Regions from separate parts of the Triticum aestivum genome. Here region 2 is linked to region 1. Evidence: chromatin contacts called from public Hi-C data. All regions are on one chromosome and are shown on one strand. The core of a region is the stretch at or near the end of the contact, and the rest is flanking DNA. Distances in the headings are between cores, read along the strand shown. Region 1 holds the start of LOC123053972. Region 2 holds the start of LOC123053975 (pentatricopeptide repeat-containing protein At1g77360, mitochondrial).

The links. A called contact is a pair of places that touch in the nucleus more often than the background predicts.
Region 2: a contact with region 1 is called in a Hi-C map of leaf, with 4 times the contacts expected there. The contact joins the promoter of LOC123053975 here to the promoter of LOC123053972 in region 1. A contact is called at or near these places in 4 of 5 Hi-C or Micro-C datasets (leaf and an unstated tissue) and 1 of 1 datasets of contacts at active chromatin or transcription factors (leaf).

What each region holds. Positions count from the first base shown.
Region 1 is chr2D:482,408,723-482,413,236 of IWGSC CS RefSeq v2.1, reverse strand. LOC123053972 reads left to right here and starts at 2,760. Exons shown (of 2, transcript XM_044477600.1): 1 at 2,760-3,307. The coding sequence starts at 3,058.
Region 2 is chr2D:482,743,241-482,747,772 of IWGSC CS RefSeq v2.1, reverse strand. It overlaps LOC123053975 (pentatricopeptide repeat-containing protein At1g77360, mitochondrial), which reads left to right and starts at 1,813. Exons shown (of 2, transcript XM_044477603.1): 1 at 1,813-3,293. The coding sequence starts at 1,872. The coding sequence ends at 3,266.

The sequences.
Region 1 (4,514 bases), core at 1,511-4,010:
GCGTGAGAAATCCAAAACCGATCTATTGAGTCGTAATCTAAAGGATGCACACGTACGAATATAATCCCATAAAACGAGCACCAATACCCGAAAGTACCTTGTGTTGTTTGAAGAGTTACTGAGAAGTAGTATTTGCAAGTGCCACCATCACCCTTATCACCATGAAAAAAATGGAGGACAACTAAAATAAAACTTATCTCACACAAAGAAGTATCGTAAAAAAAAGGAAAAGTTGCCCCATTTTAAGGATTCCAACTAGTAGCCCAGGTTCCCCACCTCTCCTAAAGTTGTTGCGCCCCCCCCCCCCCCCCCCCCCCCCTCCTTCTCGGATAGAGGAAAGTTGAGGACATTATCATCTTTCGACTAGGATCACACAAGGGGGTGTAAGTGGGAAAGCATAGTCTGATCGACACAATATATGACTTGGTAAAAGCAACTCTAGCAGATTCCCAGAAAAGAGCGTTCCGAAAATGATCTTAGTGGAGCCCCTAAAAATCATCTTTTCAGGGAGCGGTCATTTGACAATTCCTAGTAATTTAGAGCATATATTGCATTATCTTACATTTATCTCCTCTTCATGCATATGAACTTCATTTAACTCCATTTTTACATGTAAAAATTCAAACTTGTATGTTTCTACAACACATAATTGAACAACTTTTCAAATTCATAATTTTGAGATTTTCAAATTCAAATATACCATAAGCTCCAAAATGTACTAGATAATCTAAATAAAAATGATGAAACGTCACAAAACTGTTGCACATGTTACTATCACGTATGCATATATGTTCAACAAGGTTATCGTGGAGATACTCATCTAATGACATGTCTTCTATCCTTCAGTTGATCTCAAGAAATTTGTGGTGTCAGTTAGTAACTTTCTCATGGATCACAGTTGTTCCCACAAAACCTTGCATTATGGATTCTATTGTTACCTTGAGGGTTTGATATTGTTTCGAAAAAGATCCATCAAGCGAAATAGTTGGCATCTTAGTATCCCACATTATAGTCATGACCATCGACTTTGTAGTTGTATGGTGGAGTTTCCACTGCAACCACCCTTGCAAATAGATGATATATTTACAATACATTGGTCTAGTTACTTGAGCTAGGCATCCCAAAGGAGAAAGTCTAAATCGATATATCTTTGGATGAAACCGCTTTTGAGTATGATGGTTGGATCATGTCAATGACTAATGAATTGCCATATTCTGTTGCGGGTAACTCTTCAATTTCCCGTGCATATACCCGATGGATCCAAGCATCCCAGGGAACCCTCTTGCTTCACTCATCGTCGACGTCTCTCAAGTACTCACATCTCGACCCTTGACTCACAATATTATGCTTTTTCCCACTCTTGTGCTTATTTTTTTATAACATTCAGCAACCGCAAACTGAGGCTAAGAATATCACTAATTGAAATGTCACTAGAAGATTTATAAAAAAATAAATACAATATTATATCCTCATCATGAGCTGATGTCCTAGCCGTCCAATTTCCTCCCGTCACAGTCCCACCAAACCTGGTCATATGGGTCGGCACACCCAAAGGCCTGGCAACCCAGATAAAAAACCCAGCCCGACACGAAACAGTTGCAGGCAGGAAATTGTTGCGTTTCGGTCTAAAAAGCTAAGGAAAATACAAAAAAACTTAAAAAAACTAAAAAATTAAGGGGGAAAAAACTAAAATGGTCGTGTCGTCTGGCCTTAAGGCTTGGCTTCGAAGATCGGCCTTGTTCCATGGCCAGGCGAAGGTCGGCCGGTCCGGCCCTTTTACTCGCATGACATGCCCGACCAACGCCAGGCCAAAAATTCGTGCCCGCAAGCCGGTCCGGGAGGCATGGCCCATATGGCTAGGTTTGTGTTCCACGTTGTCAGCACATATTTTGAAGTGATCAGTGCAGATTCCGCCAAATCCTATTTGACGCCTTATGCACCCATTATTGGTTATTTGGTACGCAATGCCCCTCTCTCTCTCTCTCTCTCTCTCTCTCTCTCTCTCTCTCTCTCTCTCTCTCTCTCTCTTCTCTTGATTTATGGGCCAACCCATCTTAATGCACTAGAGGAATCTCCCAGAAGCTTCCTAGGCCGGATTCGGGAAGCTTCCGACCGGTTTTTTCTTTTTTGTTATTTGGTTTCTTGACCGGGTTTCTTCTGTTTTATTTTCCCTTTTTCTTTTATTTTTATTTTTCTCTTCTCTTTTTAAAATTTGTGTTTTTTTCAAATTCGTGAGCCTTTCTACAAAACTTGTGTTTTTTTCAAATCCATGATTTTTTTTGAATTCACGAACTCTTTTCAATTTTTATGAACTTTTTCCAAAATCCGCAAACTTTTATCAAATTCATGAATCTTGTTTTTCAAAATTGTTTTTTAAAATTGATGAACTTTGTTCATATTTATGAACTTTTCAAAAAAATGAACTTTATCCAAAATCAAGGAAAAAAATCAAATTTGTGATTTTTTCCCAAAAAATCTAGGAACCTTTTTGAAATTTCATAAACTTTTTCAAATACTCCCTCCGTCCCATAATATAAGAACGTTTTTGACACTAGACTAGTGTCAAAAATGCTCTTATATTATGGGACAGAGGGAGTATATTTTTTCCCATACTCGTGAACTTTTTATTGCAAATCTATGATTTTTTTTTGTTTTTTTAATTTTCCCCGAATTTTTTAGATTTGTTTTTTACAAAAGTCAAAACGGTGGACTGGTCACAGGTGACCGGTTAACGCTGACCGATGAACCATCGACCCGAGCGAGCGACGCGAGGGACCGTCCGCCTTTGTTGGGCCAGGCAGGCACAGGCGAGCAGCGCGTGAGCGCGAAGAGGAGGTCTCGCTCTCGCAGATTCCACCCCACCCCGCCGCGCATGCTCGCCATCGGCGTGCCGTGCCGTCCCGTCATCCGATCCCAAATCCGCAACCCGCACCGTCCGAAGCCAAAATCTCACGCTTCTCCTCCGCCTTCCTCCGAGCCGACCCCCGTGATCCCTAAGATCAAGACAATCCCCGGCCCGGCCAGCCCCCGCCGCCGCCCCCTCCTCGCCCGGCGAAGATGCACCTGTGGCCGTCGCTCCGGATCCGGGACTCGTTCAAGCACGCCTACCTGGAGAAGCTGGAGTTCAACCTCGCCAACAAGAAGCGCGCGCAGGGGCAGGGGCAGGGGCGGCAGGGCCAGGACGGGGACGAACAGCAGGCGCCGCTGCTCGAGGGCCGCTCGTCGTCGATGGTGGCCACCGCGGTCGAGCTCGCCTGCGACGCCGCCATGCTACTTTCGTGCTGCTGTTGCTGCTTCTGCTGCGGCGGTACGCCCTGCTGATTCCATTTCTAACTTTTTCGTTTGCTGTTTCGCATTTCATTGCCAAATTATGCATGCTGTTGTCCTCGCAGACAAATTAAAAAAACAGTAAAGAATTAAAGGAAAACTCACATGTGACTGATGATGGAATCGCTTAGGATTGAGATGGTACTGGAATGTGCAATCTGATGCCTTGATACCATGATTTGGTATCGCCCTGGGTTCACCTTATATCCTTGTGGAGACAATCTATACTGAAGAGCAGCATATTATTTTGGCCCTGATTGTAGTTAACTTTCCTAGCTACATTTACGTTGATACTGAAACTGTAAAAGTAGGCTATTAGAACCACCTGAGTTTGTGCTCTTACTTTTTTGGAAGTAGGGCATGCGACGTTTTTGGATTGGATGCATGATTTGATCATTGCATTGTTCACTCACCAGCTTTGATGGTCCTCCCTTAATATGTTAATGTGGGTCAGGCCATTTTCAGGATACAATTAGTGAACTTGTCAAATTTCTAGTTTAACATAATGAATTAATATGTTGAGGATAAAATCATCATTTTCAAATCATCATGTGGTTATCCATTTTTTGTTGAAATCCTTATAGCCAGATTACATCCTAGACTAAAAAATTGATGACTATACATCTCATGTCCGGCATGTTCCTCTGAAACCTGGATACTTCTCATGAAGAATCTGAATACTTTTGATACGAGATGGATATCCGCAACCCATCCAGGGATACCCCCCTAACCAAGCACCCTTAGCACCTCCTGATTCTGGCCAGTGGCATTGGAAACGTATATAGTTTTCTCCCATGCCTGTTGAAATTGTACATGGACTGGATTGAAGGCTAATTTCTGGAGGACAGAGGATACTCTTGGTTGCTCGGTAGGAAAATCATAAGTTGCTACAGGTCATAGGCTTGCCTCGTTCATCCTGAAATGCTTACAATGAAGAGTTTCAACAACTCGATTTCAGATCCTAGCCAGGCATGAGTAGTGACATAGACCCTGCAAATAGCTTTCAAATATGCATATGCATAATGGACACTCATCCTAAAAACTATGTGCATAACATCAATTGAACACTTAGCATCTGGTTCCACGATGAGTTGATTGTCACATGCAGCGAAGGTTCAAAATTTTGGTGTTCATAACGTGTTGTCCAGGTGACACTTACGTGGCTTAGTGGTATCGTAAAGGATCTT
Region 2 (4,532 bases), core at 564-3,063, 340 kb before region 1:
CGACCAAGAAACTTCTAGAAGCTTCCAAAACTGATTAGGAAACCTCCAGAGGTTCCCAAAACCAGAACTGTAGCGTGTTTTATCTCATAACTGGTCGGCCCACCTTGTTCTCTCGTCGCTAGCTCTCTGTGCGAATCCTCAGCAGTTTGATGCAACACATGTCGTATAGGGTTTTCCTCACATTTTGCCAATTACTAGCACATATGACCGTGCGTTGCAATGAGAGAGTTAATTGGTGTGTCCATCAAAATAACCATCAACACGGCGGAAGAACATTCGAACGGTGCCAGCAGAAATTTATATAAGTAGTACTACATTAAGAAGCATGCTACACATACAATACTTTTGGTATGGTTTTCGAACGACGATTCTGATCTTAAAGAGCCTCATACCACGGCATTATTTTTATGTTGAAACAATGCTTGAAATTTGCACCAGGTCGTGAAAAAATCTTAAAAAAAGGGTTCTGTTAAACGTGTTTTACACCATCTCTTCATATGTTTGAAGATCAATAAAAAAAAGTTCGCATCCGAGCGAAACAACCCTAGTTCGTTGCATGCAACTCGACGCTTACATAGCGCCTCTCACCTTTCTGATTGCATTATTTTTGTCGCACATTACGGTCCCACACTAAGCCTTCATTTTTTAATAGATAACCCAGCTCAATTGGTTGCAACCAACTAAACGATGGTTGAGATCTCGGGTTCGAGATCACAGGAATAAATTAATTTTTTCTGCGACATAATTCTTTATCTCATAATGACCATGGGCGCCCCCTGCAGGAAAATACTCAATTGCACTGGGGCGGAGGGCCGGGCCCATTACCTATGTGCAAGACGTGCGACCGATGAGCCAAATAAATCAAAGCTGAATGATGGACGATTTTTTCTGTTTCTTTTCTTTATGTATGAAAAAACAGGAGTAAGAAATGTATGTTATATATATAGGTATAGAAAAGAAAAGTACCAACTAAAGGTGCATCATAAACAAAATTTTTAACAATTATAACATGCAAGATAATATTATATTCTATATATTTTTCTGAGCGGTTTTCATATATAACATGTTAAATTTGTAATTATCGTTTAGAAGATATTTTTTTAACAAATACTTGAATTTGCGTAAAATAAAAAGGTAAAAAAAGTAGCTGGGCCAAGATAATATCATACTATAGATATACGGGGAGAAAACTCAGCAAAAAATGAATTTGTGTAAAATAAAAGTTAAAAGAAGTAGCTGGGCCAAGATAATATCATACTATAGATATTCGGGAAGAAAATGCAACAAAAAAAAGTCAGAACCTGGGATCAAACCCAACTCTCCCCGATGGCAGAGCAACGCCCTAGCCAGTAGGTTACTTGTCTACTTGTCATAACGTTAGGGTCTAGCTGTAAATGATCCGGACGCAACCGGCGGCCACCTAATAAAAAACAAATCATTTTTGTCACTTACGGGTGGCATTGTTGGGTAACTTCTATTAATTTTAGGGATAATTTTCGTGACTACGACCAGAAGCAGTAGATGCTACCGCTCAAAAAAAAGAAGAAGAAGCAGTAGATGCTTTATTTTTTTTTCCAATTAAGCGAAACACAGTCGTTCCCACATTATTGGGCTAGGATGCGGAATGAAGTTAGTCAGCCGTGGGTTTGTCCGCCGAAACCAATAAACAGGCCAGATTTCAGCCGCGGCAGGTAACGACGGAGGCCCAAGACGACAGAGTTTGAGGATTTTACAAACACGCAGTTTTTCTTCAGATATAGAAAACCCAAACGCTGGATAGGAGGGCCAAAATTAGGATCGACAGTAGGAGTAGGATTTAGGGGGAAAGTAGAGGGGGACCCTGCAGATCGAAGAAAGCACAGCCGCCGCCGATGAGCGCAACGGAGAAGAGCACGGAGGGGGAGGGGGAGGGGGAGGGGTCCCAGCGCGTGGAGGCGTTCCTCGACATCCTCGGCCGCGTCCCGATGGGGGAGGTGGAGGGGGCGCTGACCTCCTGCGGCGTCGGCCCGACGGCGGAGGCCGCGGAGCAGGTGCTCAAGTCCGAAACCTGCTACTCCCGCCCCAAATCGGCCGTCCGCTTCTTCCGCTGGGCGAAGGCGTCCGTGCAGCTCACCCCCTTGGCCTGGAACCTCCTCGTCGACATCCTCGGTAAGGCCGCCATGTTCGATCCCATGTGGGACGCCGTCCTCTCCATGAGCCAGGAGGGCGGCCTCCTCTCCGTCGCCACATTCGCCTCCATGTTCGCCTCCTACTGCGCGCGCGGCAACTTCAAGGAAGCCGCCATGGCCTTCGACGTCATGGAGCGCCACGGCGTGACGCCGGACGCCGTTGCCCTCAACTCCCTCCTCGCCGCCATGTGCCGCCGGGATGGCGGCGGGCAGGCCGCGTGGGAGCTTTTCGAACGCTACAAGACCACGGTCGCGCCCGACGCGGACACCTTCGCGATACTGCTCGAGGCGTGGGAGAAGGAGGGGAACGTCCAGCGCGCCAAGAGCACCTTCGGCGAGATGGTCGTCCGCGTCGGGTGGGACGCCAGCAACATGCCTGCCTACGATGCTTTCCTCTCCACGCTCGTGCGAGGGGACCAGTTCAACGAGGCACTCAAGTTCCTCCAGGTGATGCGGACCAAGGGCTGCCTCCCGGGGCTCAAGTTCTTTGCCAACGCGATCGACCTTGTCGTCCGCAAGGGAGACCATGCCAATGCTATTGCTATCTGGCAAATTATGGTCTCGGATGCAGGACTGGTTCCCAATCTCCCAATGTACAACGCCGTAATTGGCCTCTGCTCTAGTGTCGGTAACACCGACTACGCCTTCCAGATGCTCGATGAAATGCCCTTAAATGGGGTCTTTGCAGATTCTGATACATATAATTCCATACTTGAGGGGCTCATCAAGCAGCGCAAGGCTCGTGAGACTGAAGGTTTCCTCGCGGAGATGAGCAAGAACGAGCAGCTGCCCTCCGCCTCCAACTGTGCTGCTGCTATCAGCTTATTTTGTCAGGAGTTTAACCCATCTGCCGCAGTTGACGTTTGGCACTGCATCGTGGAGCACCAAATTACTCCGGCTGAGGAATCAGCCAAAGAGTTAATAGCTGGGCTTCTCGACTTTAGCAGGTTCGCCGAGGTGAAGAAATATACCGATCAGATGCTTGACATGGGAATTGAGTTGCCCCAGTCCACCATTGAAAAAATGAAGCGAGCATTTTACAAGGCTGAGAGGCACCACACATATGACCAACTTGCACGAAGGTTGAAGCGGCGGTAACAACACATTGATGGTATAATTCATTAGGTATGTCTTCTTTCATTTGGATGCCACTGGTTGTTTTGATGATTGCCATTTATTGTGTGAAACTACCAATTTTCATGACCTTATGTCACTTCCTCATTAGGCCTCAAGTTAATTAAACTACTTGGAACTATTATTCCAGATTACTACTTTCATGGCCTATATATTGTTAGCCCTATTGGCTATATATTCATTTTGAGAAACCATGAGGAATCGTTGGGCTCCACTGCTTGAAGTTTTGTTCGAAAGGAGGTAGACTCTAGCAGTTGCATTGCCTAATTTTGGAAAGTCTGTCTTTTTCTGCTATGTCCCGTGGTTAGGGAGGGTGGAGATGGTGTGACTAGGGGTTGAAGGAAGAGAGGATAATTTTGAGGAGGAGGATGGCTGATAAACGGGAGAAATTAGACAACTTCATTCTACTTTATCCAACAGCCGGGGTCACCTTATATAGATGTGAGACACCCTAAGAAAAAGGAACACAAAACTCCGGAATATGGAAAAGAGGCCTAACTTGGGGGGGGGGGGGCTGACCCGGTGACCCCTCTTTTATTGTTAACCTGGCATAACAATTTCTTCCCTTCAAAACAGTTCAAAATGACATATATAAACATGATTTCCCTTCAAAGCCTTGCCTAGATCCCGCGGAAAAGGAAGCAAGACCACCACCTTTTATTGAACGTTTTCTGCCATAAATAGGACTTGAAAGTAGACCCGGGCACATCCGGGCCGGGCTCGGGCTCAGTTTTTCTGCCTGAAGCTTGACCCAAAAGCCCGAACAGGTCATAAATCACCATTTTATTAGACATATAGGTATAATATATCATTTAAATATCCCAAAATTCATTATTTTAATTAAAAAGTACACTTTCATGTGTTTCGGGCCAGGCCGGGCTGGGCTTGGGATTTGAGGTCAGACTTTGCAAAGCCCGGCCTGAACTTACTTGAAAGGCTTTGCGGTTGGAAGTATAGTCTTGGCTCTTGTTTATTATTCGTAACAAAAGAATTGTTAGCCCACATCTACTAGTGTATGAGCAAAATTTTGTTTTCCTTCCATCATAGGGACACCCATCCCACATGATAACCGCATTACCCATGTGTAAAACCCCAATAGGGAAGGTATACTACTAGACTCCTAGTTTGTACTTGCGGTTATGTTTGTGGCAAAAAGCTATGCTTGGAAGGTAAACACGCACAAGCATGGAAACCCAAGATGGCAATTTTGCCCATGGGTATTTCGCAATT